Linked DNA regions of Danio rerio: regions 2, 3 and 4 are each linked to region 1. The links are chromatin contacts, called in public HiCAR-type and Micro-C maps. All regions are on one chromosome and are shown on one strand. Each heading gives the region's core, a stretch centred on a gene start, on an enhancer-like site or on the middle of the called end of the contact. The rest is flanking DNA. Distances are from core to core; before and after follow the strand shown. Region 1 holds the start of cct7 (chaperonin containing TCP1, subunit 7 (eta)). Region 2 holds the start of brms1 (BRMS1 transcriptional repressor and anoikis regulator). Region 3 holds the start of ppp1r14bb (protein phosphatase 1, regulatory (inhibitor) subunit 14Bb). Region 4 overlaps plcb3 (phospholipase C, beta 3 (phosphatidylinositol-specific)).

Region 1 (7,367 bases), core at 3,439-5,938:
ATAAAGATAAAACTTATTTCAAATAAGTAATTTTCATATCTCACTGACAGAAACTGTTTTTTTCTTGTTTTCACCATTTATATTTTAGCCATGCACAGCTGATGTAGACGGGGTTCTTGTTTATGAGTGGATTTATATGCATGGAAGTGTTGTTTAGCCACTGAAGACGTCTAGCAAAAGATTGGCTATTTTCAAGTTCATGAAGTACCTTTTACAGCATCGATTATAAAGTCAGTTAAATAGACCTAAGCTTTCATTTAGTTGTTCAAGTGTAAAAGGAGATGAAAACAAGTGATGTATGAGGATATGCAAGCTGTGATTTTACCATTGAAAATGAAACGTCACTCATTATCTTGGTATTGTTAACATAAGTGTAATGTAAAAAGATGACAAGATATTTCTGTTCTTAGCTCTCATTTTTTCTGATCTAATTTTTATTTGGCTTAATAATAAAACATAAGTAAATGTGCTCTTCTGACTTACCAGCTTTACTAAGGTAAAGTTTGATTTATATTCGCACATTTATTCATTTTTAAACAGTGACAGCCTGTGACAGTTTTCGGGAAACATAATTCTGCAAATGCTGGCCTGTCAACAACTAGGCTTAATAAAGTGCATGCGTTTTCTAACTGGTGAATGACATGATCCAGTGATATATCTAATCAGTGCGTGTTCATAACTTAAGAAGGCATGGCTTTGGATGGCAGGTAAGGATCATAAAATTTCCAAGCCATTATGCTAATGCTAGCATTCTGGCAGGTGACCTACTGCACCCTTAAACATAAAAGATGATAAAAAAAAATTAAAACCTTAAGTCATTGACAAGTATATTAGAAATAACAAATACTATGGAAGCCAATAGTTACAGGTTTTCACATTTTTGTTTAAATGTATTCCTGCTACTCAGAGTAGAGCAACTCAAACAGGTCTACAACAAATGAAGGATGAGTAAATGATGACAGAATTTTTTGGCTGAACTATGCCTTAAATCTCAACAACTTCAGTTATTCAGTGTATGATACACAGTTTCCCCCCATTTAAACTCGATGGCTTATTGTGTCCTAAAATCTGTCTTACAAGACATGTAGCCTTAGGCCCTAATGATGCTTTCATCATCAACCAAAAAAAAAATTGAGATCACACAGATTTTAGCACTTGCACAATAACAATGACCAATCAGAAAGGACGTGTAAGCAAAGCCAAATTCTCACTTAGTAACATTACCCTGATCCTTCAACATTACTCCCCTCTCACCTCCAGAGCACCACCCTGCACCTTCTTCACTCCAATCATCTTCAGAGGCAGCAGATCATCCAGCATCATCACTGCATCCACCACCATCTTGGAGAAGAAATCCTTCTGCCCTGCTATCAGCTTGGAGTTCAAAGCTGTAGCAGCACACTTCTCCAACAACCTCCTCTGTTCTCTATAGTGGCAAAAGAGAACATATCACATGTGTGATCATTATGTTTTGTGAACATATGACTGAGGTCCAGACTCACTGTTTGTCATCCTTTTTGATGGTAACAGCGATTTCTTTGATCTTTTTGACAGCAAGTTGGGTGGCGATGCGGAATGCTCTGATGATGGTCTGTGGGTGAAGCCCTTCTTCCACATACGGTTTCAACTGCTTCAGAAACTCAGCAGCAAGCAGAGTCACTGAAGTGGTACCATCTCCGACCTGAATAAACAAACAGAGACACATGTTAGCACATCTGTACATTTACAATTCTGTCAATAATTTGTAGCAGAGAAGCATTTGTTACATCATAACTTCTACAATATACTATATTCTGCATTCTATCATCACACTGCCCACACAAAATCCATGAACTCATTTTTTTATTTTAAGTTTAAAATGAGCTAAAAGAATTTTGATGGAAATGGAAGTGTTATTGAGTATTAGTATCAGTATACCGAGAAAACCAGTAATAATGACCCTACAAAAAAACAATAATAACATTTTGATAATATTGATAATAAAACATAACAATAAATTATAATAAAAACATGATAATAAAAATATTATAACAATAATAAAAAAATGTTTGGGAGATTTTTAATTAAATCTTAAAAAAAAAAAAAATAAATCCCCCAAGGTATTACTAATAGCACATCATTCTAATTAGGGCTGTGCAATTTGGGGAAAATTTGTAAGTGCAATTTTTTTGACATATTGCGATTTTGATTTGATTTGCCATTTAACTTTATGGTCAAGCTTCAACTCAATGTGTAACGTAGCTTCCTACTGCTAAAATGCAGTAAGTAAAAAAATAATAATAAAGGAGCTGAAACAATGTTAACTTAAACATTTATTCAAATTGGTTTAAAATATTAAAAAATGAAACACGCATTTTTCTCTAGAGCAAACACAAAGAAAATGACCTTAGCTTTCGGTTAACAAGTTGAACTCAAATTAGGGACATAGTATAGCCTATTATACATACAAATAATAATAATAATTATAAAAATACAGAACACCAAGCAAACAAATACGGTTGATAAGTGCCTTTCTGTAGCTTATAATGTCTAAAACAAAAATAATTATCACAGATGCTTCACAATATACCATGACGTTAAACATACAGCTGTGATTATCCAAAATGGCTAAAATAGGTGCAAGATTGTAGTGTATATCTCCTATCCTGCATTTAGATGAGTTTTTTTTTTAATCCCTCTTTGGTCACAGCATTACAAGGCATTGTGTCTTTAGTGAGGCAAGTTAGTGTGTTATGACATTAGCTATCTTCTGAATAGAGCTGCACCAGCTGAAGGTAAAGTCCTCACTAGGGGCTTTGCAACTACTAGCTAGTTTGTAACTAAATGTGTTAACATGATCATAAAGTTTAGTTAGTAGGTCATAAGCTCTCCTTAAAGTCATGTGTATAGTCGCCTTGAATAACATAATATCCAATAAGAACCATTCAAATTGGTGAGCTGCTTTAAAATTCTGCAACTATTGCATCTATATATAACTGTCCTATAAAAATGAAATGACAAATTATATTTTTATAGTACATAACAGTCAGTCACCACACACGACATACATACCTGTATAGTAAGCTGTGAATGCACACGAAATACAGATGAAGTTGTGAAAACATTAAACTTGAATTTTTTGTGACTTTGAAACCAAAATTATCCCATATTGCCGATGTCCTGCTTTTCTTTGATATTAATTAATCTATTAATGCTTCTGAAGCAGCAGACAGCATCCCACTCGTCCACGCTTTCCTGTTTTTTTTTTTTTGTGGGCATCACTAACATTCACTATGCTTGCGTTTGCAATGGGAGGGGAAATTAAACAATACATATTTTATATCGCAGCCTCTTTTTTTTGGTAATCGCGAGTGTGATTCGATTTTGATTAATCACACAGCCCTAATTCCGTTATTTTTGTGTCTAGAAAACTATTGGACTAAATCCATAAAAATGAAGAGGTCATCTTACCTCAGCATCTTGAGATCTAGCAATGTCCACCAGAGTCTTGGCTGCAGGATGCACAACATCCAAAAGCTTCAGAATTGTGGCTCCATCATTAGAAATAGTGGCTTTGCCTGTAAAAGCATTAAACGACAGGGCATCACATTAATGTGCAACTTATATCTTTACAGTTATAACAACACTTCTATTTAAAATACAGAATTGCTGACTAACCTCGGTTATCCACCACAAGCTTGTCCATGCCACGGGGGCCAAGGGTGGTCCGCACAGCCTCTGCCACAACCTGGCAGGCATTTATGTTGCTGACCAGTTGTGGGACCCCCTGAGAGGTGTCTGTGCCCTCTTTCAAGAGGATGACTGGAGTGGACTGTAGGAAAAAATTCAAGAATTAATGCATTATCATTAATACGTCGCCTTTTTTAATGACAACTAATTTTAGTACTCTTAAGAGAAAACCAAACTAGTACACATATATAATAATACTGACATTCTCCATATTATGCAGATTATTATAATCTTACCAAGTGTGTAAATCACTTTTTTCTGAAAAGGTTTAAATATGCTTCATAAAAGTTACTTGGAAATCATAAAAACATTAGCGTCTAATAGTTAAAGGCTGTTCAGGGTTTCTCAAACGACTTGCTGTCATACAAACAACTTGCTGTCATAAGCAAAAATCGCTAACATCTTTGTGTGTCTGTAATAAAAAAGTCTTTGTCCTAGAAAAAAAACCGTTCCATTACGTTTTTTGGAGTGACAGCTGAGAGGAACAACCCTTGAGGTTTTAAAGGTAAAAGATCATTACCGTTAGCTCTTTCTCCATTGACGTTACCTAAATGATGCTAAACTAAACCATGGCATCCTTTATCAACCTATACGATTAAAACAATCCGAAGAAAAAAATAAAATAAAAGCATAATAAAAAAAATGTGCACATTATTACACAGACGTCGCATTTTGCACGTTGGGTCACAATACAAAGCTCATAATTCAAACTGGCATTCTCAAATTGAAGAATGAATCGTTAGCCACAAAGCTAACTAGCATCAATGAAAAACGTCAGCTTATGAATTCATTGAAAACAAAAATAATCGAAGAAACATGTACTTTATGCTATATTGTCCCCAGGCTTTTATGTCAAAACACCAAGAATAAAGTAAAATGGACAGATGACAAAGGATTTGAAGGTAAAACAGGCATGTACACACTCACCATCATGATTGCGGAATAGAGGAGGACGGTGCCGGGTGAGGTACCCACAATGCACCTAGAACTCTCTAGAACATGCGACGAGACAACTAATGATGGGCAACAGATGGCGCCATTGCTACAAGTTTCATGTTAGATTTTATTTATTATTATTATTATTATTATTATTATTATTTTTATTATTATTATTATTATTATTATTATTATTATTATTATTATTATTATTTATTACATCTGCCTAGCCACAACATGTAAAATGGACCCTACATTCTGTAAATAAATTAGTTATTTAGATTAAAAAAAATATACACTCCTTAGAGATCATAAAGAAAGGAGATTAATGAGAAGTGATCTATGGTATAAATCAGGGATGCCCAAACTTTTCAATATAAAAGCCAAATATCATTGAGAGCCGTGGGCCGAAGGTAAATATACCATGCTACTGTACATTAAAGTTGCCATGGGTAATTTAGTAATCTAGTTTATTTCATAAGACTTGAAAGTAAATCAAAAACATTACTTTAAATAATATTAATTAATGCAGTATAACATAAAAAATAACTTATTGCAATTAAAAACATAAACAATCACACTACACTAATCAAGCAGAATCTGCCTCTGCCTTGATTTGTCCTCTATCCGTTGGGTGAGAGTATGAACATTTAAACTAAATCTGATTAATTTACACCATTTAATTTCAGTTAGCTTTAAATGATAAAAAAAAAAAACAAGGTTACATTAAATTAGAAAATGACAATCTCTAAACCATGCCAATATTCTTCCTCTCTTCTCAGATGGGATGGCGGGCCAAATCAAAGGTTACTGTGGGCAAATTTTGACCTGTGGGCTCTAATTTAAGAGGAGTCTGGCTACAGACTTGGTGCAGATGCAATCTGAGCTGCATCCAATGCTTTTTAATGTGGTCACCTCACCCCACCCCTTACCCTTCCCTTCACAGTGTCGTCACTATCTCCATTGAGTGCATTGTCTCTGACACTGCATCTCTGAGTAATGCAACTTCAACTTGCACCACAAAAGCTGCATCCAGATGTTGCCTAGTTTGGGCATCCCTGGTAAAAACAAACAAATAAAACCACAAACTCTATTATTAAAGGAACAAGACTGAATAGAAGTGATCTACAGCTGGGGTTCGTAAACTTTTCAGCCCATGACCCCCAAAGCAATGCCAGTGAATCACGACCCCCACAAACACGAGCAGATTGACAACACAAAAAGTGCAATTATAATTATAAGATTATAATTTATGTTGTCATTAATTAATTTTTGCAGTTTAATCTTAACCTCACTTAAAGAGACTGGTGGACACAATGTTTGGAGCACAAGTCTGTTCTTGGTTTGATTTTGAAGACCGCCACTCAGAGATCAAACTTAATGTTAATTTGTGGCCTGCATTTATTTTGAATGTATCTGATAGCGATAAAGGTGTCAGGAAGTTTAACCTTGTGTTAAAAAATCAATCTGCTGCAGCTGACGCAATTGCTAAGTTGTTAATCTAATGTAAACCCACAATCCTATGAAAAAAAGAATTGAAAAGCTGATGTTTTTTTTTATTTGCATGTTGTTGCAACTATAAAGTACTATTTATATCTTCTGTGGATTATGATTAAAATATGGTAATTCTAATAATTTCATAAAATTTATTTGACTTAGAAATCTCCAAGCTACCCCCTGTCATTGTCCCACGACTCTCCAGGCCAGCATAGCAAAATTTCTTTGGCCAACACAACTAGGTTTTGCTTGGCCCACATGCCGCCCTGAATTACAGTACATGACTGGACCAAGTCTAGCTTCCAGACAAGGGCCAAACATGGACCATATCAGTGTCAAGTCTCAGTCAAGTTAATAACTTAAAACTGGGCATAAACTGGGCAAGATAGGTTGGTGTGTCACGATTGCAATCAAATTGATAAACCCATGAAGAACTGCACTCTAGGCACAATATGGGCATGACTTTTCTCAAAGCAACCTGATTGGTAGATTTTTTTCTTTATACAAATATTATTTTAATGTATTTTAAATGTGGGTCTAGACAGGCCAAACTTACATGGTCCACATATCAATTTTTAACATCTGGGCCAAATACTAAATTTGAAATCTGGCCCAAATCTTGTGTGCTACCTTAAGGACAGTGCCACCTCTGCCAAACCCAGGCCATGTGTGGCCCACGTGCTGTATGCCAGTGCCAGATCTACAGATCTAAAGGACTGGTATGTATGCAGATTGTAGATCTCTTATTTTCCATTATAGGCCATAGATTGTCTTTAGTAGACTATTTTCTCATTTGTCTACCTTTCTAATCTCAGCAGCCAAGTTGTTACATCATGTTTGCCTTTAATATGATTTTTATCTACAAAGAGATTATTGTTCAGGACAATACGGTAAAGGGAAACGTAAAATAAATAAGCTGGCATGCAGTACAAACCAATTGACAGAACATACCATACAGCGCAAAGCACAACTTACTTCTACACTTTTACTTCCTGCACACTCACACACACACACACACACACACACACACACACACACACACGCACGCACATGCGCACACACACACACACACACACATACACACACACACACACACACACACACACACACACACACACACACACACACACACACACACACACACACACACACATCATGGTTTATGTACTGTATTTTTCTTTCAACTTAGAAGTCTTAGATTGAAT
Region 2 (7,367 bases), core at 1,875-4,374, 240 kb after region 1:
ATATATATATAAAGAGTTTTGTATAGTATTGTTTTTATGTATAGTTGAAGGCAGAATTATTATCCCCTGATTAGCCCCCTGTTTATTTTTTTGCCAAACTTCTGTTTAACATTTAACAGAGATTACTTCAACACACTTCTAAGCATAGTTTTAATAACTCATTTCTAAAAACTGATTTATTTTATCTTTGTCATGATGATGGTAAATAATATTTGACTAGATATTTTTTAAGACACTTCTATACAGCTTGAAGTGACATGTTATTTATGTTAACTAGGCAGGTTAGGGTAATTAATAGTAATTAGGTGATTGTATAACGATGGTTTGTTCTGTAGACTATCGTAATAAATAGCTTAAAGGGGCTAATAATTTCAACAATAATATGTTTTTTTAAAAATACTGTGAAAATCTCCTTGCTCTGTTCAACCTTATTTGGGAAATATAAAAAAAAATTACAAAAATAAAAGGGGGGCTAATAATTATGACTTCAACTGGATGTGTCTATATCACACTTACATAATAATAGACACATGTATTATGTTAAAACTAATTTTATTTTGGAAGTGATTGATCGTGTTTGCCATAGATGGGTTGCAGCTGGAAGGGCATCCGCTGCGTAAAAACTTGCTGGATAAGTTGGCTGTTCATTCCGCTGTGGCGACCCCAGATTAATAAAGGGACTAAGCCAACAAGAAAATGAATGAATGAATGGTTGATCGTGATTAATCTTTGTCCAGCGCTAATTATAAATAAACAATCAAAAAGATTGTGGTAGGCAGAGTTTTAGGACTTCTGTTAGGACTTGTCAGCTGTCTGATGTCTGCTAAATGTATTTTCTGTAGGAGTTTGTAGCTGAATTGTTGGACAGGATCCGTGGCATGCAGAAGCTCAGTACTCCTCAGAAGAAATGAAGCTCCAGCCGCCTCCACCTTTCCTCATCGTATCCCGCTTCTCCTTTTGCAATTTAGGGGCGTTTCTATTTACCCCTGAGCAGGTGCTCATCCTGTCCCTGGGCTCTGTTGCATCTGTTGAGAAGGAGGTGGAGGGAAAGTTACTGGAGATTCAATCAGATCCTTATAAGCAGGGCTTATTTTTTTTATAATTTTGTTGTTTTATTTGTATTATTTTATTCTGTTTGGCTTTTTTTGTAAAGGAGGAACGAATTTTGAAATGTTTTGGAATGTATTCTTTTCTTGTTGTTACACATTATTGTGCATATTAGTCTTTATGCATAGTATAATGTTATTTTTATGAATTAGTTTTCTTAGAATTGTACCTTTTAAATATGGTTTCAGAGCTCCCTGCACTGTCTCAATGAACACATGGACTAAATCAGTTGTGAAACTGTGACGTTCCTTGGTTTAAAATGACTTCAGAGGAGATCAGACAGAAGCGGCCTTGTGGATTTTTTCTTTTTTTTTCTTTAAATAAGTGTTCAGGAACATTAAAGAACATTTTAATTAAAAGGAAAAAAACAATAAATAAAGCAATCAAAGCTGTTTGAAGCAAGGGAGTTACTTCAGATTTGTGATATTAACAGGGGAGGGAACAGTGAGGCTTTGATACTTTAATTTCCCCCTGTCTTATACACACACACACACACACACACACACACACACACACACACACACAAAAACACACACACACACACACACACACACACACACACACACACACACACACACACACACACACACACACACAAATCCATGGGCATCACCACCCTCAGGGATCAGGAGAAATTACCACGTACACTACCACAACCACAGCTGCGGCTCTTGGGCCTCACACACACAAACATTCACAGATGTGCATGCTGACTCTTTCAGAGATAGGGAGGGACTGGATGATAGCAGGCTAGACATGCTGCAGTACGTCACAGTCACTGGCAAACGTATGTAAAAAAATTAATCCTCTCACGTGACTCTCCTAAATCATCTTTCCAAGGATGCCATCTGCTCTTTTTGTCTCAGCCAATCAAATACTATAATAAGAGGGCTAATACTCTCACTCGGTGCTCTTGAAATTCACCAATCCAACATTTCTAGCAGGAGTTTTAGGATAGCGATTTCTATCACATACTAACACATCTACAGTATATGAATCATTCACTGAAACTCATCCTGTCATTCGCTTGGGAGTGATATGAAGTCAGGTAGAATGACAGATGTCCACTTGTTTTATTTTTTCATTATTAATAAAAACATTTATTTTACTTTTTCCCTATTTTTTTTACCTGCCCATCTGCATTTCATTTTACATGACAGTCATGTTTATACTTTCAGATGCTGCCTTAGGTTACATTCGTTCTGACAACCAAATAAATAAAATCATGTTAGATAAATACACAAGGGGGAAAGGAAATAGAAAAGACCTACACAAGTTGAATTTTCTAGAATAAATAAAATTGTACTTTCAGTGATTCTTTTTTTTTCTAGGAAAGGAAGTTGACTATATTTGGAGCAATTTTAGATGCATTAACATTTATTAACAAAATTTAATCATCTGTTGTGTGGACCTTGTAGTACTGTTGATTTCTCTGTTGTGTCCAATGGGACGTGCAGATTAAAATAATTAACTTGACTTTAAAAAAAAATAATAATACAGATTTTGGAAATGTTAGAATTTGTGCTCGAGGTCATACCTTTTAAAGGAAAAAAAAGTATATTGTAGCAATACTAAACTGATTTGTTTTTTGCCCAGTTTTTACACTTTTATGCAAGTTTAATAAAAACATGTAAAACTACTTTGTCTGCTTCTTTACTTATGTCTTAACTGTGTATTGCTCATATAAGAATGCTTTACTGTTGTTAGAATAATCATCATATTTAGTAATGGAATATGTTTATCTCCGATTCATTATACAATATCACAAACAAGCTTTCATCAGGGAAACCTTTCAGTGGGTAAAAGCCGCGGCTCCAATGCTATGCTCCAAATGCTAATGCCAGGTTTGAGACCAACTGTAATCGACGAGTCCGCGATTCTTCATCTGCGAGCTTCTATTGGTTCTTATAAGAAGCGAGGTCTGCGTTTATTGGCTAGAGCCCCAAAACGGCTGTGTGTTTCAACAAACGAATAAACGCTGAGGAAGTAGACCTGTCCGATGTCAACTTGCCATGATATGCAAATTCATTCGAAAATATGTCATATTTCTTCAATCCTTAAAGAATAATCGACAAGAAGGTAAGCTATTTTGCTGTGGTTTATGCAGTAAATAGAGTTGTTTGTAAGATGTAACACGGTGTGTTGATATCCCGAGTCTTGCATCGGGTAATATGCGGAGAACACTCGTGGAGGATTTAGTACCTCCATGCGAAGTATGATAATCAATTACTACATTGTAATTGAGACGTTTTAACAGTCGTAACTTTTTGTTTTGCACTCTTGTTCGCGAACACCCCATGTAGCGCGCTTTGTACTAACGTTAGGCACTTCTTGCCTCTGAATGAAGTGCGGAGTTGGTCAATTGAAAAACGAGCTTTTATAGCTAGCCTTAATGCGCAACTATACTTGAACTGCACGGAACTGTATTTTGTAATGTATCTCACAGCGTATAATGTATGAGCTGTAGATGCACAGAATGAGTAATGAGCTTGTAATGTAGCTAAGTCAGTGCAGTGCGGCCTTTAGAGGATGTACATGATACACACTGCGAGTTTGTATAGACGCAGGTCACATACATTGCTTTTAAAGTGTTAATTCAATACACTGTGAATTAAGTTTGACGCACTGAACGATATTTTTCCTTTCTAATTAAACATAAGTGGTTAATAGGTTCTTACGCTTGGTTTCTTGATTTCTTTGCTCTTGGCGGCTAGTGTCCTCTAGAGGTCCATAGTTTTCTCCGTTGTTATACATGAACATTAAGTTAATGTTATATTTTTTTTCTTTATGCTGAACGCATCTTTGAGACCGATAGCTTAAAATGTATATTTAAATATTTTTGTTGTCACACACACACACATATATATATATATATATATATATATATATATATATATATATATATATATATATATATATATATATATATATATATATATATATATTTAAATGTAACGTTACATGTTCAGTATCCAAGTAATCAGGGATGGACAGAATACATAAAATACATATTTTAAAATACAAAACCAAATACATAAATTTTACATGTATCAAAATAAACTACAAAATACAGCAGCCACAACAAGTACCAAAATTAAATACTGCTTGTATTTTGTACTTTAAAAAATACTACAAAATAGTTTTACAAGGGAGCATGACATTTCTTAACAAACCTTCCATTAATCGACATTTGATCCATCCCTTCACCATTAAACTGACTGAAGTGAAGTAAACAATGTTTGACAGCAACAGTATTTCTCTGAGCAAGTTTAAGTTAGCTTCTCTTCTCAAGATATTCATAAACTTGTGTTTCTCTTTAATTTTTAGTATAGATTTTGTACAAGTTTCATACAGAAACTCCTGTTTTAAAGATGATCACTTTAATGACTGTAAAACATTTAATGCAGATAATGAGCTGGAACATATTTCTTCATTGTGTTTGCATCCATTGTATGGCCAGTAAAATTGACACCATCTCTTAACAGTCTTATATCTTAAAAGGGTGATATACGAAAAGTTTATTTAATTTTTTTTGTTCACATCATTTTTTAAATAAATAAATTTTTTTGACAAATAAAATCTTCAATACTTGATGTAAAACATTGATTTTTATAAGCTACTAAAATATCCAGTTTTAGTTATTTCCATAAGTCATGGTTTTGCAAGTTATCTTTTTATGATCAAAATTCTGGCATTTGAAAACGCCAATGAAGTATAGGAATTGCCACTGCAGGACCTATTTTTATGTTGTTTGTCTTATTGTCTTGGCATCTACAGTACATTGCAACCCATCCAGATCTACTATTATTTAAGCAGTTTACTTAATTTACCAAGAGTTTTTCAGTTCTTCTTTAACTGGAAGGCTTACCCTCTTAGTTTACCCCCTTTACCCCCCTGAGCACCAGTTTTTTTTTTTAAAGCATCAATTTGAGGTTGCATTTTTATCAAATCATCATGTAGACTTCTTACAAAGTATTTTACGGTATTTAAAAAAAAAAAAAAAACAAGACACTATAATACTAAGTATTTTGATAGAAAATTTTCATCTATATTCATATATATATATATATATATATATATATATATATATATATATATTAGGGGTGTAACGATACACCAAAGGCACGGTTCGGTTCACGGTTTTGGAGCCACGGTTCGGTTCGGTACGGTTCGGTTTCTGTTTGCTGTGGGGTTAGGGTTAATGTCATGTTAACAGCAATGCTAAGAGAAAATTCACTTAATAAAAAGAACATCTTAACTTTTTCTTTATTAACTTTGTCATCGCTTTTTTAGTACAGTCAGGATACCCGAGTAAACAACTAAAATTAAATAAATACCTCCAATATAGACTAGTCAGAAAAAAAACTATTCTCTTTAGTGCAGCCATCTTAACTAAGTAAACTAAAATTAAATAAATAACTGCAGTGTAGACTAGTGAAAGATCTTCTTCAAAAACACCATAATATCCACATTCTCCGATGAGAGACTTGATCTCTGTGCAGACACACACGCTCATTTTTGATTATCTATGGTTTCAGTTAGATAGATAGGTTTCCGTTTAAATTAATGAAAAAATATACATATAATGTGTTTGTAAAGTGTTTTTACATGACATATTCACCAGTAAAATACATTGCAGTTGTGTCAGAAACTAATGTTAGGGTTGTAGCCGGCTGTATGTTTGCCTCTCGATCTCTCTCTCTCTCTCCCGCTCCCTCTATGCCGGTCATTTCTGTAGGTCCGCCTTCATGACAGCTGCTGCCTGTCATTTCTGTAGGTCCACCTTTTTGACAGCTGATTGGTCAGGAGACCGATCTATCATCATTTGGTGACGCAGCGCGGGAATGTGAAAAGCAATTCAGGAAGAGCGGGAGAGAGAGCGCTTTTTCCTTTGATCTCGTTTTTCGTGTATTATTCTGACATGATTATGATTTTCGTTGTTTTTGCTTAACTTTCGTTTGGGCAAAATTATTTTGCATTACTTTTGCCCACTTTAAGTAATTTTGTGAGGTTTGTACATTTTTATTTCAATTGATTTGTATATTATTTTTTGGATCCGCTCCTTCCCGACAATATAGGCTGTTCACTCTTAGTGTAAGGTGAATAGGGAAAATGTCATACGATTTCCATTTTGCAAACACGTAGAAAATGTATTGCTAAAGACATCAGGTAAGAGGTGAAGGTCATCTTTGTTTATTTTATTCAGTATAGGGAAGAATGCGGCGCTCGGCGCTGAAGACCTTTTTTTTCTTTTCATCAGTTTTAGCGAGATAAGGGGTTATTCATGAGTTAGAATTGTTTTATTATATTTATTTCTTTTGTTTGTCTTCACTATCACCCCCTTGCTAGAGTTTAACTAATTTTTGTTTGATACTTTTGTTTGAATTTGTTACTTTAGTATATTATTTTTATTAGTGTAAATATTTCTCTTTTTTTGTATATTTGGGCATTATTCTGGTTTCACTTTTGTACATTAAATCACTTTTGTTGGCAGTTTGTTGCTTACACCCTCACATTGTGAAATTACCACACTTTTAAAATGTTTTTCCTTACAAGTAAGTTTCGTGAAACAGTTAAGACAGATAGGCAGGCGCTTTGTCTACGACACGAATTCTATTCCTGTACTCAACTGGAAAACCAAAATGTTTCCACACAGATGACTTAAATGTGTCTGGGGGATCTGCAATCTCAGTACTATGTAAAGCAGCCATACTGCGTCCAGTAGTAACAAGTGTGATGCTCACTCAAGTCACATGACATGACATGCACTTAAATACTAACTTTAGAATATAATATTTAGAACAAAACCTCATCATTACTAAAACAATTTAATTAAATGTGATAATAAAGATGTGTTTAAATTGGTTCAATTAGTTAGAGACAAGTGACGTCAACCTCAACAATGGGCAGCAGGGGGAGTGAGAGTACCGCGATACGCCACGAGAGTTTCGCGATACGTATCGTGGCTGGTGTATCGCGATATTTCGGTTCGGTTATAATATCGTTACACCCCTAATATATATATATATATATATATATATATATATATATATATATATATATATTCATATATATATATATATATATATATATATATATATATATATATATATATATGAAGCATACATTCCACACTTTTGCAATGTGCACACACAATCATGCACCTATTACACAGATATGATCTCAAAATACCATAAAGTAGATAAAAATGTGGTAAGGAACCATCTTTCTCATATTGATGTGCTTGGAATGGAAGTTTG
Region 3 (7,367 bases), core at 2,828-5,327, 200 kb after region 1:
TGGTACTTTTACTCCACTTTTTCCTCCAACCTGCGGTCACTTTTTTTTTTGTCTATGGGGATAGTAGAAAAGTTAAGTAGAAAAATAGTCCTTTGATTCCTGTCCAGTCAAATCGCACATAGAAAGTAAATTGCCAAAAATTTCCAAAATCTTTACATGCAGAGACTGTACTGTACTGAGAAGAATGATGTTTACTGTATGATGACTGAAATTGCCAAATGTCTTTAAACAGTAATTGAATGCACTACATAATGTTACGTTTACACACACATCCACAAATTGCATGTAAACGCACCAGCCTTTCACAGCGTAATACTCATTACTACGTTGAGTATTATTCACCAGATACTTTTACTCTTCTTGCACTACATTTTTTTGTGTAAATAATGGTACTTTTACTTGAGTATGACTTTTCAGGACTCTTTCCACCACTGCTACTCAGTAGGATTTGACAATAAAATACATCACTATTTTACAATAAAAAATGATTGAATTATGAATTATTTTCAAGAACTTTGAGAATGTAAATATGCAGTTAAGTATGTCAATAAATTCAGAATCCTGACAAAAACATTAATAATTATTAAACTGTAATTTTACTCAATTGTTTTGTCCGGTCCATAAAATGACTCATCTGATGCATCCACATCTCAAAATTAACACAATTATTTCATGAGCCAGATCTGACATGATTTTTTGTGTTCTTGGGCCGTCTGAATATAGCATTACATCATCTTAAGAGATTATCACAAGTTCACACATGAAATAGAAACAAGTCATCAGAAAAAAATAATAATTTTACTCACCCTACCTTTTTGTGTTTTTTTTTTTCTATTGTTGAACACAAAAGAATATATTACTAGAGGTCAATGGTTATTGGTTTTACACTCTTCAAAATATCTTCAATTTTGTTCAACAGAAAAAAGCCACTTAAACAGATTCACAAAACTAACAATTATGAACATTTATAAAATAATACTTTGAGATCATAGCAGGACTGCAAGACAAACAAATGTATATCTAGATTAATTATAAAAACAACAAAACAATAATCAGCAATAATGTATAATATTCAAATACTTGTGCATGTCTGAGTACGTGAAAACATGCAACTGACTATATTGCAGCATGCAGTGAATTTACTGAACTGTAAGATCCAGACATAGCTTTATGAATAATTCATTGTCTTCATGCCACTTGTAAAACACCACTGTAGAGGTAGAAATGTTCCGTGGCCTCTATAATCAGCCTGGAGCATTCTAGCAATATTCCCTTCTTATTTGTATTTAATTTTTGTAAATATTATATATTAATATTAATATTTGTTTGTTTGTTAATGATTTATACAAGAATGACCTTTGTTCTCAAAGGTACACTCAATTTTGGATGAAGTTTAATGCCATAATTGAATACTAACTTTCATACATGTTTATGGTGGAAAACTGTATGGTGCTTTGTCCAGTTTATTCTTAATGTTAAATGAACTGACTGTTATTTGCTCTGTAAGGTGGCAGTGTTAGAGTGATGCATAAAGTTGTTTAGATACTGTATAACTTATTTAGAATAAATCTGATTATATTTTGATCCTATATTTGTTTTCTCACGCCACACATTCTTCGCTGTAAAACCTAAGTCAACTTGTCAAATGACAATAGTGAAGTTTACTCAAAACTGACTAAAAGTTGATTCTACTCGTCTCAAAAGTTTTGAACTCAGCTTGAAGGTAACGAGTTAATTAAATATCTTTTTACTTCAACTTAAATGGAGTAAGTTCACAGTACTCATATAGATTAGTTTTTAACTCAAATGGTTTGTTGCAATCGGTTTCTTCAAACGATTTGAGTTGACTTAACTTATTGGGTTTTAGAGTATTCAGTTGGTTTGAGTTGAGTTTATTTATTGGGTTTTACTGTGCTCAAATTGCTTCATTTACTCAAATGGATAAGGTTCACAGTATTCATTAGGATTAATTTTTTAACTTAAGTAGTTTATGCAATAAGTCTCATAAGACAGTTTGAGTTACCCTAACTTTTTAGATTTTTACAGTGTTGGGTTAATTGAGTGCAATGAACTCAATGATATTCATGCCAGTTCATTATTAATATCCATTAGTAGCTGTTCGTGTGACATTAATGGCAAATACCATGAGGGGGCGACCCTTTCCACATGGACTAAAGCAGCATTTTCTAAAAGACAGATTTGTCTGGAGTATTATGCCCTGCTCACATAATTAACAATAACTTTAAAAGTAATTATATTAGCAGCTATACCAATGGATAACCATGTTCTGTTTATCATGAGCATGTTCTGCAGTTATGCCTTTTGACTCTAAATGTATACTCTGGGTAGACTGTTGGTAGACGGTTTCCTGTTTATGGTTTCATCATTCCCTCTACACTGAAAAAATTATGTTTTCAAAATTGTTGCAAACAATTTACAGTTGAAGTCAGAATGATTAGCCCCCTATTTATTTTTTCCTCAACTTCTGTTTAATGGAAAGAAGATTTTTTTAGCACATTTCTAAACATAACAGTTTTAATAACTCATCTCTAATAATTGATTTATTTTTATCTTTGTCATGATGACAGTAAATAATATTTGACTAGATATTTTTCAAGAAACTTCTATACAGCTTAAAGTGACATTTAAAGGCTTAACTAGGTTAATTTGGTTAACTAGGCAGGTTAGAGTAATTAGGCAAATCATTGTATAACAATGGTTTGTTCTGTAGACTATCGAAAACGAAAAAATATATAGCTTAAAGGTGCTAATTATTTTGACCTTAAAATGGCTTTCAAAAACAACCAAAAACTGCTTTTATTCTAGCCGAAATAAAAAAAAAACAAGACTTTCTCCAGAAAAAAAAATATTATCAGACATAGGCCTACTGTGAAAATTTCCTTGCTCTGTTAAACATCACTTGTGAAATATAAAAAAAATAAATAAAAGTCAATGGAAGGCTAATAATTCTGTGTCATATATGTGATGTGTTGAATTTCATTAATTTTTTTCAGCCCCTTTATTAATCAGGGGTCGCCACAGCAGAATGAACCACCAACTTATTCAGCATATGTTTTACGCAGTGGATGCCTTTCAAGCTGCAACCTATCACTGGGAAACATCCACACTCATTCACACACATACACTACAGTCAATTTAGCTTACTCAATGTGTTAAATTTAATTAAACTAATTAAAATTAGAAATGTTCAGCTTTGTTTGTTTAAATACAGCCAAAAATATTTTTTACACCTAACAAAAAATAGTAAATAACAAAAAATAGTGAATTTTTTTTTTTCAGCTGTGCAAACATGTTGGTGTGTTTTATGAATATGTGAGTAACTAATCAGCAGGCCTGTAATGAGAAGGTAATACACTGTGAATATATTGTACAAAGGAATAGTTCACACAAAAATTCTAATTCTGTCATTATTTACTTACCCTTCACTTGTTCAAACCCTATTTGAGTTGTTTTTAACAAAAGAAGGAAACTTATAAAGGTTTGAAATCACAAAGAGGAATGGAATTTTCATTTTTGGGTGAACCCCCTATTAAGACTCTTTAATTAAAAAAAAAAAGTATTAAAAACACACTTTGTTTATGGAAATTGATACGTGTCCAACATAAGGGTTAAACTTGGGAACAGTGTATGTGTGTGTGTGTGTGTTTACACAAATAAAATTTTATGATTTGCAATTTGCTGTATAGGATCTGCCATTTTTGATCCCCTTTATACACTTTCATTTCCTAATCAATAAAACAATAGACTAAAATACTGATGAATAGGCTAGATAAAATAAAGCAGACCTAAAGTTCAAATATGTCACACCTATATATGTTGCCATCAAGGAATCCTTTTGTTTTTATTCCTCACTCATTTTAACATCACAGTTGAAATAACAGGATTATCTACATGTATTTAGCCTGAAGAGAGGGTTGGGTGAACTTATTAGTCAGCGTTAGAGACAAGGGAGGGAGAGGGAGAGAGACTGACAGAGAGGGAGGGAGAGAAAGGACAGCCGTTGCTCAAAGGGGGTTACACATACACAACTCGTGTGAGGGAAGCAGAGTAGGAAGAGAGAGGAGGGGGAAAGGAAGGACAAAAAAGAAGGGGGACACTGCACTGTTTGTTTTCGTTTTATTGCTTTGAATTGCAAAAAAAGTACCGGTTCTCTTTAAGTTAAAGGATAAATCATTGCTAACGGCTTCCATCTTTACTTAAGTTCTAGATAGTAGGCTACGAGGGGCACGCAGTTATTTTAAGTGATCAGAGCATTTGTTGCTGTTCTAGCTACTTTGTAAAGAAAAAAGAGACACGCGGTTTGCAGTCCTGTAAGTGCTTTTTAGCGACTCGACAATTTGAGACAAGACTCAGCGTAACAAATAATCAAAACTGGAAGTAGTTTTATGTGACTTTATTTATATTATCAAAGAGTTGCCAGATGTCATTGAGCTCTGCGAGAAAGCTAGAATAACATCTCCATTAGTGGCCTTTTTAAATCACACAGCTAAACAAATACGGGGAAGAAAACCAGATCTACTGTACCAGCCGGTTATTTACATCATTGCGGACTATGGCGGCGGTAACAAGTCCAGAATCGAGCCAGCAAGCTCGCGTTTACTTCCAGACGCCCACCGGATCAACTGAAGAAACCGAGACCCCGGTCCGCAAGCAAGGACGGGTCACAGTGAAATATGACCGGAAAGAACTGAGAAAAAGACTTAATTTGGAAGAGTGGATTATTGACCAGCTAACGGATCTCTACGACTGCGAGGTAAGAGTCGTTTACAGACGCTTTGCTAAAAATAAGTCCAGAAGGTTAGTTTGAGGTAGTTTATAAACTAAACAAAAACATCAACAAGTCAATCTATTCAATATTAATTATTATAGATAGACAATGCAATGCTCAGTTATCGCAGTCACCGTAATATTACAAGCGAAGAGGAGAATGCAATTGTGTTTAAGCGCCAATCTGCAACTGACCCACATTCTATTTACAGACACTTTAAGCGTTAAAGGGAGAGCGCTTTAATTATTACGTTGTAGCCTATTACTTTATATACCTTCGCGCAATCTCGGTGACGTCATCCAAAGTACGCCTTGTTCGCTGCTAAATAAATTTGTACAGTTGAGTGACAAGGAGATTGACTACGAATTAAAGCACGAAATTAAGGGGTTTCCCCTTGTAACTCAAGCACTGGGGTTTTAATTTATTAGATTTAATAAAGATTTGCTCAGGGACACATCCATCCTGTGCAAGCTACATAGTTCTACCATTAGGTTGACAAGCAAGCAAACAAACACACAAATAAACAAAATGTGTGTATGCCTACTTCTAGGCCTACATAACTGCTATAAATCTGTATTTCAGACAGGATTCCATAAAGTCATATTTGACCCACACTATAAATTAACTGATGTGTGAACTAGCTGAATTCATGTAAGCTACCCTCAATGATTTTATTGAATTTACTGTAAATTGTTAATTTGTGAAGTAGCTACTCCCCAGATAGCTAGTAGTATAGGCCTACTGCACGACATAAATATTTTTCAAGCAGGAACATTTCTTCAATGTTCAATAATCTGTTCAATGATGTGTTCATTGATGTTCAATGATCAGAAAAATGTTTTAAATTATAAACATCTTTTAAAATATTTTCTTTTTAACATCTGACAGGAATCGTCATATAGATGCACTGCCGATTTGTCTTTCAGATGTAAATACACAAATAAAAAACAAACGCAAACTTTTGAAAACTGAGGCAAGGCTATTCAAACCATTATATGAAGAGTTCAGATGCAAAAACCTCTACGTGCAATTAAAAATTAACATTTTTCTCAGCCTCCTTTGTTGATGTTGAGATATTTTACTTTAAAGGCCACGAAAAGGACTTATTCTTTGCCATAAAAGTGATATTACTGAACATACACACAGGAGCTTGATACATTTTAGAGGAAAACTTCAGATAGCATTTACAGTTTTATTGCATCTAAAAAATGTTTGTTGTTTATTTGTTCTTTTATTTTTGTTTGTTTTGCTACTTTGCTGGGTTTTGGGTTTCACTCTCGTACACTGTAAATAAACCATCACTTTACACATTATATCAGCGAGTTGTGCCATCATTTTGACGTTTTCTCATTTTTTTTATATCCTTTGAGAACCCACTACGAGCCTTCCTGGCTCGTAAACCTCACACTTGTCATATATAGATTTTAGGCTGTATAGTGTGGATACAGCTCACGTTTCGGAAACACAATAAAAACGTTACTCTAGACTAGGAGCATTTTCATTGTAAAATGCTGTTTTAAAATGAAAACGCACTAATGTTAAAGTCGTTGTTTGTCAGTGTTAGTAAATATACAAATGAGCACCAAAGACTATTTAACAATATACTAAAGTAATCATTTTGAAAGCTTCTTTTACAGGAAGTCAGAAAAGAGTTATGAGATTTACCATAAACCTATATTTGGAAGGAACCTTCGGTGCTTCTATAAAAAAATGAACATGTGGTTTGGCATACTTCTCAAGTCGCCTATACCCTCTCAGAGTCTATAAACAACACAGCCACGTATGAACATATACTTGCTTCCTCACACCATCCAAGACCCATGTCAGCATGTTAAATCCGCTTTTCCAATTTTTTTTAGCTTTAAAGTTAACAATAATGCATGACGTGGCAATCCCTCGAGAGTCTTAATCCTTTTCATTTAAAACTACTTGAATTTTTGGAAGTGAGACCAGTCTCGGCATGGAAGGAGTTGGCATGGCAAATTGCCATAGAAAGAAGCAATCAAGATATTAGATTCTCACTTTCCTCACAGTGAGTGTTTAGTTTGCCTGGATTTGAGTGTGTAGTATTTCAAAAGACTAGATGAAGAAATGCTTTAGTACTAACGTTACAGATGTGGCTTGGTTAAATAGCTGTGGATAATAAAAGGCTGGAGAAAACACAATTACTGACTGGAAGGGTAAAACATGAAGGAACAAAATCATTTTTTAAGCTTAGTGAGTGTATGTGTTTGTGTAATTCTTGACTAGTAAATTACTGGAACTGAAACATTCTCATTTCATGATGAGTCATTTTGACACTGGGAACGATGGCACTTAAAATTTAAAAAACCTGAACTTAAAAAAAGAGGATGCCAAAATCAGGGGAGAAGTAAACAGACAATCATTGATGGAGACTAACAGACGGTCTGTGAAAGAGTTGGAGGCACTGAGGTTTAGAGAGGGACAGCTGTGGTTTTGGCCAGCAGCACAAGGATGGCGTTGAGAGGAAAGAAGAAGAAAAGCTCATTAACACTCAAACAGTGTATTTCACTTTGCTACACACAAGTTCATTTTAACACATGCTGTCTAGGATTAT
Region 4 (7,367 bases), core at 3,190-5,689, 130 kb after region 1:
AATAAGTCACAACCCATTAAATAAAACATGCTGAATAAGTTGGTGGTGCATTCCGCTGTATCGACGCCAGATTGGTCAAGCGTTTAAGCCTAAAAGAAATTGAATGAATGAATAAATATCTAGATATAGTATTAAAAATACTGTTTACTGATTATTCCCTCAACGGAGAAAAAGGAGGTCTCAGGCAAAAAAAGGTTGGTAACCACTGGTTTAAGACTTTTTGAGACATAAATTATTATTTATTTTTTTGTAATTTAAGACATTTTAAGATTGACTTAAAAGCCGACTTAAGAGCGGACACACTGAGTTATAAAAATGATGTTAAAAGCATCATTACTCACTGGCTGCCACCTCAAAAGACTTGAATTTGACTGGTTCTATGTAGTTGACCAATGTGGACATCTCCTCTGTGGCATTCACCTCACTATATGCAGTACCCTGAAAAAGAGAGATGGGTCAAAAACACGCACAGAATGAGGATAGAGTAGAAAAGGGAACCGTAGAGTGGAACAAAATCTACCTCATCAGTGTTGTTGTGTTTCTTTGGATCTGGAATGGGTTCCTCTTCCTCCTCCTCATCACTCTCACCATCTCCCCGATCTATAAAGCAATATTAAAACATAATACACACACACACAAAGACACAAAGGTTTTAAACACACTATAAATACATTATCTGTGAACTGCCATACTAGTGCCTAATTGACACCATTCTCCATCCTGAAGGCTGAGACCTCATGTCATCTAGGCACAAACCCACCAATAGATTTGCTGTTATCATGGTCTTTGGCCATCCTCTCTGCAAGCTTCTCACCCCCATTGGACATGAGCTGGCCCACATCCCCATCAGACAATGGACAATCTAAACACAAATCTCATAATGAATGGGTTTTAATGGAAAATGAAATGGGAAAATGAAAAAAAAAGGACGATGTATACATTTATATTCTCATTTACCCCAAAAAGAGCTCAATACATTTGGATTTGAATCACACTGGTTTGGAATTACATGAGGTTGAGTACATGTAAATGATGTGTTTATGAAATAACTGCATAATCGTGTCCATTTGAGGGAGATGCAGAATAAAATGGCCCACAAGAATAATTCATGATTTAAAAATGCTTCATCACAAAAGAGCAGAAGCGGAAAGGTAGTTAAAAACACACAAGGCAGTTAACTGTGACGGAATTGTTCACTGTTCAGTGAGTGAGAATGCTGTTAGAATAAAAATCACATCAGCATCAGAAGCTTGATTCATTATAGGAATTGGCTCTTGAGGGCCTAATACACTAATTGGACATCACAGGTTGCCCTGTCCAACAACACACAACATGATCTGCTGATGTAGGAAACACTGATGTGCATTCTAACAAGCCATTCACACAGATTACAGTTACCGTTTTTTTCATTTTTCCTTGTAAACACGCTCAACTAAAGTGTTTGACCATTGTGCTCATGTCTTGGCTAGTACCTCAATGTGCAAACTTAATTTCTATATGCACACATCCAAATCATATATAGATACACAGTATGATGCGTGTTCTCAAGTTGCTATAAACATTTAAATAATCATCACATTTGTTTTGATGCATTTTGTGATCATTGAAATCACAGTCACTTCTGTGCTGGAGCAGATTAGGTTATATTTTGGTATGCTTGCATGTGTACACACACCATTCAAAGGTGAAGACTGTTCATCTGTCCCATCCTTGCGTCGGATGCTCCCACCGTTAGAGGCCCTGTGGTGATGTTTCTTCTTGTTCTTGATCAAGATCTTCCCCAACAGCTCCTGGGGGCTTGGGAGTTGTTGACCAGGAACCAGCTGAAAAACAACATGATCTCTCAATGATAAAGGCCAAATCAATCTGTCATTTTCAATTATTACTTACTCTGGGTTATGATCAATCTGTCATTTTATATTTTTGCGCAAACTATCAAGTTCATTGGACATCATGCTCCTTACATACTTACATTGATAGATTGTCTTAAACTTCTGACAACTAAAGTTTGATAAATTTGGTTTTATGGTGATGAACAACCCACCGGATATTTGTCCAGTGGGTCAATGAGCAGCGCATCCCCAAACATTGAGCGACAATATTCAGCCATTTTAGCCTGCTGCTTTGCTCTAAAAGAAAACAACAACCAAGGTAAGATATACACAATGGCAAAACAACACGCATTAACCACATAATCAAACTTTGCACTTACGAGTCCACGTGGTTCTCAAAGGACAGGATGAGAGGGTAAGGTGACGTCTTGAAAGCACTTTCAGCAATGGCTTCAATCACATCCTGAAAGGGCAAACAACAAAACCTTATAGACACCATTTCTCTTTGCAGTTCAGACAGGGGGTGAAATATGATGAAGTCACAGACTCTGAGATAAGGCCATACACAAACCTTGAATGGGATCTCAGTTGTCATGGTGAAACCATGAGTGATGATTGGCTCTTCTTCAGGTGGGCGGCCCTTCCAACAATCCAGCTCTATACAGCGGCATCCTGTCAGCAACACCTGTCTGTACATCTCAACTGAAGACAGGCCTGTCAGCTGCCCCACTGAAGTTAGAAAGACACAGTTCAAGATATGCACATTACTTTGTTCCTGTCTAATAGAATGTGTGTTTGTGTACCCGTAAGGTATGTGTTGTGTGATGAGTTGATGAAATAGTGGGACAGCGGCTGGTTCATATCATCGATAATGTCCAGCCTCTCAGGGGGAACCACAGTGTTTTCCTCTCCGCCAAGATACTTTGTGAAGCTCATCAGGGAGATCTGATCTGCTCACACATAGACATGTAAATCAAATTGCAATCAGACTCATCTTTACCATATGACTAGGACCAGACAGAATCTGCAAACATTTTTTTTTTTACTATTTTTGATGAGAATTTTGTAAAAAAAAAATAAAAATCTGCAGATTTATGCAGAATGATTTTAGTAGTATCATAACCAAAAACTTAATATTGGAAAGAAAAATAATGTATCTAATGCAAATCCAATTACATACAGTTCTTTGGTAAACAAAGCAAGTCTCATTTAATATATCTACTAAATCTACTAGAAAATATTACTTCACAAACTGTATTATGAATAAATCATATGAACATTTTACCATTCCTATTATGATATTACAATAATATTAGTCAAATTAAATAAAAAAAACTTAATACAAATACATTTACACACATTTACACAAGTAAATACATAGACTTAACAATGGGCTAAGAATCTGTGGAAATCTGCGGATTTCTGCACGCACAGATTCCATATAGGCCTACGTATGACCAATGTCTGTGAGTGTGCACTCATACCTCTCTCCAGCTGGCTGGTGTTGGTCTCATATTTCTCCATGAGCTGGCGGACCTGATCTCGTTTGAGTGGAGGGTAAAGAACCTCATTTAGTCGTGAATCCCTCTGTTTGCGATTTATGAAGTCCATCAACTGATCCAAGGACAAGAAGGGCTTCCCTTTAGACCCTCTACACACAGAATTGTAGAGAATTGCCCATTAGAAACACTGTGTAATGCATAATTTCAAACATCAGTTCTAAACACATTAACTGCTACAAATAAGTATTTGGACACACTCAATAAAACAAAATAATGAAGAAATTTTGTATTTAAACATGTTTAAACGTGAATTAAACTGTCAAAATTACGTTTTTTGGCATACAATATTTATATCACTACTGTTAAATCCTGTTCACTCACAGATCTACAAAAATTCGCTCCACCTCTGGTCTGGGACTTAGTTTGTTTAAAAAGTTCTGGAACATTTCCCAGGTGAAGTCATCTGGTTTTATACCGTCCACCTGGATGGATGTATGATAAATCGACAGATATACAGATAAAGAGACAGATAAAATGAAGAGGTTAAGTTCAAAGTCACTTCCTTCCACAAAAGCACCTTTAGTGACAGCATACCTAAAAGCTTTTTTGTCTAACACCCCCTTTGAGAATATTACTTTAAAACGCAAATTATCTTTAAAGATTGTGTAAGCACACAATGTTCACAATACAAGATGTAAAACTGGTTCTACAACACTGAGCCATAGCTGCATAAACCATTTTGAACTTTATGTTAATCTAACGTGCTCCTTACATTAATAAAAAAAATAAAATAAAAAATAGATGGGATACACCTATTGATTATTGATTGGTGAAGTTTTACATTCATAAATACTTCTCTTTGTTCATATTGTGTCTTTGTAAAGTTATTTTCTGCATAATAAATACAAATACATTTTTTTCTAAATATAGGAAATACAGCAAAAAATAAATAAATAAAATCAGACGCACTGCATCGGTTGGCTAATGCAAGTAAACATTTTGTTATATATTGTGCACTATGCTTCTGGGGTTGTTAAAACAGTCGGTCATTAACTAGACATGTCAGTTGTGCGACCCCTGGTGTTTACCCTGGGTTCTCTACCTGATTCAGTTCATTTTTAAGTTCACCCTGCAGAGGGCAGTGCAAGACAAGAAATATGTAGACACATTTAAGATCAGCTTCTGTGTCCAAACTAAGCCATAAAAGGACTAAGCATAGATCACCATAAAGTGTAAAAGACGTGATTAGTTTTAAATGACGATAAAACTTACTTAGCAAGTGTGCATCATTTTGGGGGAAAAAAAAACACTACTTCGAAAACAATGAATTAACAAACAAGAAAGAGACTATAAAAGCTCAGCAGACTGACAATAAAGGGTTTAACATGTAATAGAGATGATCGGTGCATGATTGATTACCCTGTTAAAGATAAGACCGCAGTGCTCCAGCGCCATCTCCACACGTTTCTTATCCGAGAACATTTTTAGGATGCTAACAGAAGTGAAAGAGAAAGAAAAAGAGAAGAAGTGAAAGGGATAACAAAAGAAGAAGTGGTAGATTAGCAACAAAAGCCTGAAGAACTAGAACTTAACTGTGTTTGAGTAAGAAAGCTTGTATTTACTCACTTCTTTACTGGGATTTTCCCATCCTGAGTTACCTGCAACTTTAGCTTTGTGTAACTATTACAAAAAAAAAAAAAAAAAAAGACTGAGAGACAAACTACTATCACTCATCATTAGCTTACAGTTATTATTTGTACTTCTGCAAAAAGAAAATCTAATGTACTTTGTAAAATTACCAGCAATCATCAACAATCATCCTGCACTACCAGCACTGCCTCAGACAAGACAGCAAAGCAAATAATAGTTTTATTTTTTTTATTCTGGAGTGAACAAACCCAAATCGTGCTTGTATATTAAAGCTCACCCAAAACTGAAAATTTGTGCCATTTACTTTCCAAACCTGTATAACTTTTTTTTTCCTCATTATGAGTAGTAGAACTTTCAATGTTTGACTGAGCTAAACTTTTAAGACCATGTGTGACCTTCAATTACAAAACCAACTCTGAGGCAAAGCTAAAGTTAAACATGGAAACCTGGCTTGAACTTTTGTCAGGTCTAGTTGGACTTAGATCAGACAGTGAGATATAAAGATCCCGTAGTAACATATTAAAGTGCATTTTTCAGAATTAAAGCTGCAATTATGTTACAAATGTGTCAATTTTAGCTATAAGTTGTAATTTAAGGATTAAACCTGCAATAATAAGTTACAGAGATAAGAAGTAGCAACTGAGAGTTACTGTATAATGTTGCAATATGAGATACAAAAGTCACAATTTTGAGTGATAAAGTTGCATAGTGAGATGTACAGTACATTATATATACCTGTATATTTAAAGCTCAGTGAAAGCTTTTCGTATGTTTGCTCCACTAACATGTCACTTGGCATCACACAATGCTTTTAGACAAACAGAAAACTCACGCTTTGAGTAAGAAGGTGTTGCGGGAAGCATTCTGGGACAGCATATTTGTGGCAAGTTTAAACAGTTCATCCGTCCACAACTGGAAACCCAAATCACAAAAAAATCAAACCTTCTTAAATGAATTAAGGCATTTATTTAGTAAATCATAGAAATAAATCGTGCTTCATGAGTGCCAAGCTTTTGAGGTTTAACATAAAACAATGTCTATGATAATTTGATCAGAAGTGCCCAAACCTTTTCGTATGAAGGACCAAAAACCAAATATCATTGAGTTCTGTGAGCCGTAGAAAAATATACCAAACTATTAGACATTAAAGTTGCCATAGGAAATTTCCTGAGTCAAAATATTTTTTCATAATAAATATAAAAGTTTACTTTGAATTGTATTAACTAATGCAGTATAACTTTTTAAATTATAACTTGTTCCAATAAAAACATAAACAATCATATTTATAACACAGTGGAGTTGTTGTATGCTGAATATACTAGTCAAGCAGATTCTGCCTTTGCCTTGATTTGCCCACCAAAGTCTCTGCATTGTCCTTGATCTGTCGTATGTACATTTGAAACTATATCTTATTCATTTACACCATTTATATAGAAACATTTAATTTCAGATTAAATTAAATTTATTTTTGTAGCTAAACAATAAAACAAACAGATAAAAGGGTACATTCAATCACAAATGACAATCTCTAAACCACTGTCAGATGGGATGGCGGGCTAAATCAAATGTTACCATGGGCCAATTTTGGCCTGATGGTTTGAGCATTTCTGAATTAGAAAATACAAACAAAAATGTACACTTAAAGCTACAGTAGCATGCAGAAAAGCAGGACGGAGCAAGAGGGAGTAATAGCAGGGACATGGTCTCCTGGTGACAAGGACTGGTTGTCGTGGTTACCTTGCAATAGCCATCCTGCACAGCTTGGAAGTTGAGGAAAGAGATGTTGACCAGGTCGTTGCCGTAGACGACCGTTAGCAGCCTTGAGTCAGAGTTCCCATCTGCTTTGCCCGAAAACAACATTTCACGAATACGTTGGTCCTAAAAACACAAACAAACTTTACCACCCCCATCTTGCCATATGAGCCTTTCTAAACGTAAGCTTCATACTGACACTTTCCAACTTAGGCATACATACTGTAAAACTTACCTTTGGCGTCTTAGCAAACTTCCCTGTCCTGGTGTCCCTGATATGACTCATGTCCAGGATTTCCGCTTCCTAGAAGATACGCAAAAAGACAGATCAAAGAGATGATGAGTGCAAATAATAAACATTACAATGTCATTCAAAAACACAAACAAAAAAACAGAATTTACTAAGAAATCCTACTGAGACATCCATGGTTATGACAATATGGAGTTTAATTATACAATTTAAATAAGTAATTAAGTAAATAAAAAAGTAAATAAATAAATAAATGTTTAGAGTAAACTGTATGTATCTTCTTTATGTATCTACCTTACTTCAAACAATATTGCATACAATAATTTCCCATTGACAGTCAAACTGTGTACTAGGTAGGGGCCGGTATAAGATTGCAACGGT

The links. A called contact is a pair of places that touch in the nucleus more often than the background predicts. HiCAR-type assays count read pairs that join an accessible place to other places.
Region 2: a contact with region 1 is called in a Micro-C map of caudal fin, with 2.8 times the contacts expected there. The contact joins the promoter of brms1 here to the promoter of cct7 in region 1. A contact is called at or near these places in 2 of 18 Hi-C or Micro-C datasets (caudal fin and hematopoietic stem cells).
Region 3: a HiCAR-type map of caudal fin shows a contact between it and region 1, with 4 times the contacts expected there. The contact joins the promoter of ppp1r14bb here to the promoter of cct7 in region 1. A contact is called at or near these places in 3 of 18 Hi-C or Micro-C datasets (caudal fin, embryo and hematopoietic stem cells) and 1 of 4 datasets of contacts at active chromatin or transcription factors (caudal fin).
Region 4: a Micro-C map of caudal fin shows a contact between it and region 1, with 5 times the contacts expected there. The contact joins the enhancer-like site here to the promoter of cct7 in region 1. A contact is called at or near these places in 4 of 18 Hi-C or Micro-C datasets (caudal fin, embryo, hematopoietic stem cells and 1 more) and 1 of 4 datasets of contacts at active chromatin or transcription factors (caudal fin).

The regions. Positions count from the first base shown.
Region 1 is chr7:62,927,320-62,934,686 of GRCz12tu, forward strand. It overlaps cct7 (chaperonin containing TCP1, subunit 7 (eta)), which reads right to left and starts at 4,689. Exons shown (of 11, transcript NM_173248.1): 1 at 4,657-4,689; 2 at 3,658-3,811; 3 at 3,451-3,557; 4 at 1,503-1,681; 5 at 1,255-1,426. The coding sequence starts at 4,662.
Region 2 is chr7:63,169,705-63,177,071 of GRCz12tu, forward strand. It overlaps brms1 (BRMS1 transcriptional repressor and anoikis regulator), which reads left to right and starts at 3,125. Exons shown (of 10, transcript NM_200097.1): 1 at 3,125-3,186. It overlaps ppp1r14bb (protein phosphatase 1, regulatory (inhibitor) subunit 14Bb), which reads left to right. Exons shown (of 5, transcript NM_001002692.1): 4 at 843-1,587; 5 at 1,684-2,746. The coding sequence ends at 911.
Region 3 is chr7:63,131,206-63,138,572 of GRCz12tu, forward strand. It overlaps ppp1r14bb (protein phosphatase 1, regulatory (inhibitor) subunit 14Bb), which reads left to right and starts at 4,078. Exons shown (of 5, transcript NM_001002692.1): 1 at 4,078-4,774. The coding sequence starts at 4,574.
Region 4 is chr7:63,057,327-63,064,693 of GRCz12tu, forward strand. It overlaps plcb3 (phospholipase C, beta 3 (phosphatidylinositol-specific)), which reads right to left. Exons shown (of 34, transcript NM_001122773.1): 3 at 6,972-7,040; 4 at 6,722-6,862; 5 at 5,817-5,896; 6 at 4,961-5,014; 7 at 4,754-4,826; 8 at 3,716-3,816; 9 at 3,317-3,483; 10 at 2,636-2,782; 11 at 2,404-2,561; 12 at 2,213-2,295; 13 at 2,045-2,129; 14 at 1,676-1,823; 15 at 761-862; 16 at 521-600; 1 more. Among named protein-coding and RNA genes, the nearest start is that of plcb3, 66 kb to the right of the region's middle. Within about 2 kb of position 4,440, at least 8 of the 62 cell types and tissues checked have an H3K27ac peak or open chromatin away from gene starts, as enhancers often do. A contact at or near this core is called in caudal fin, where this site is marked.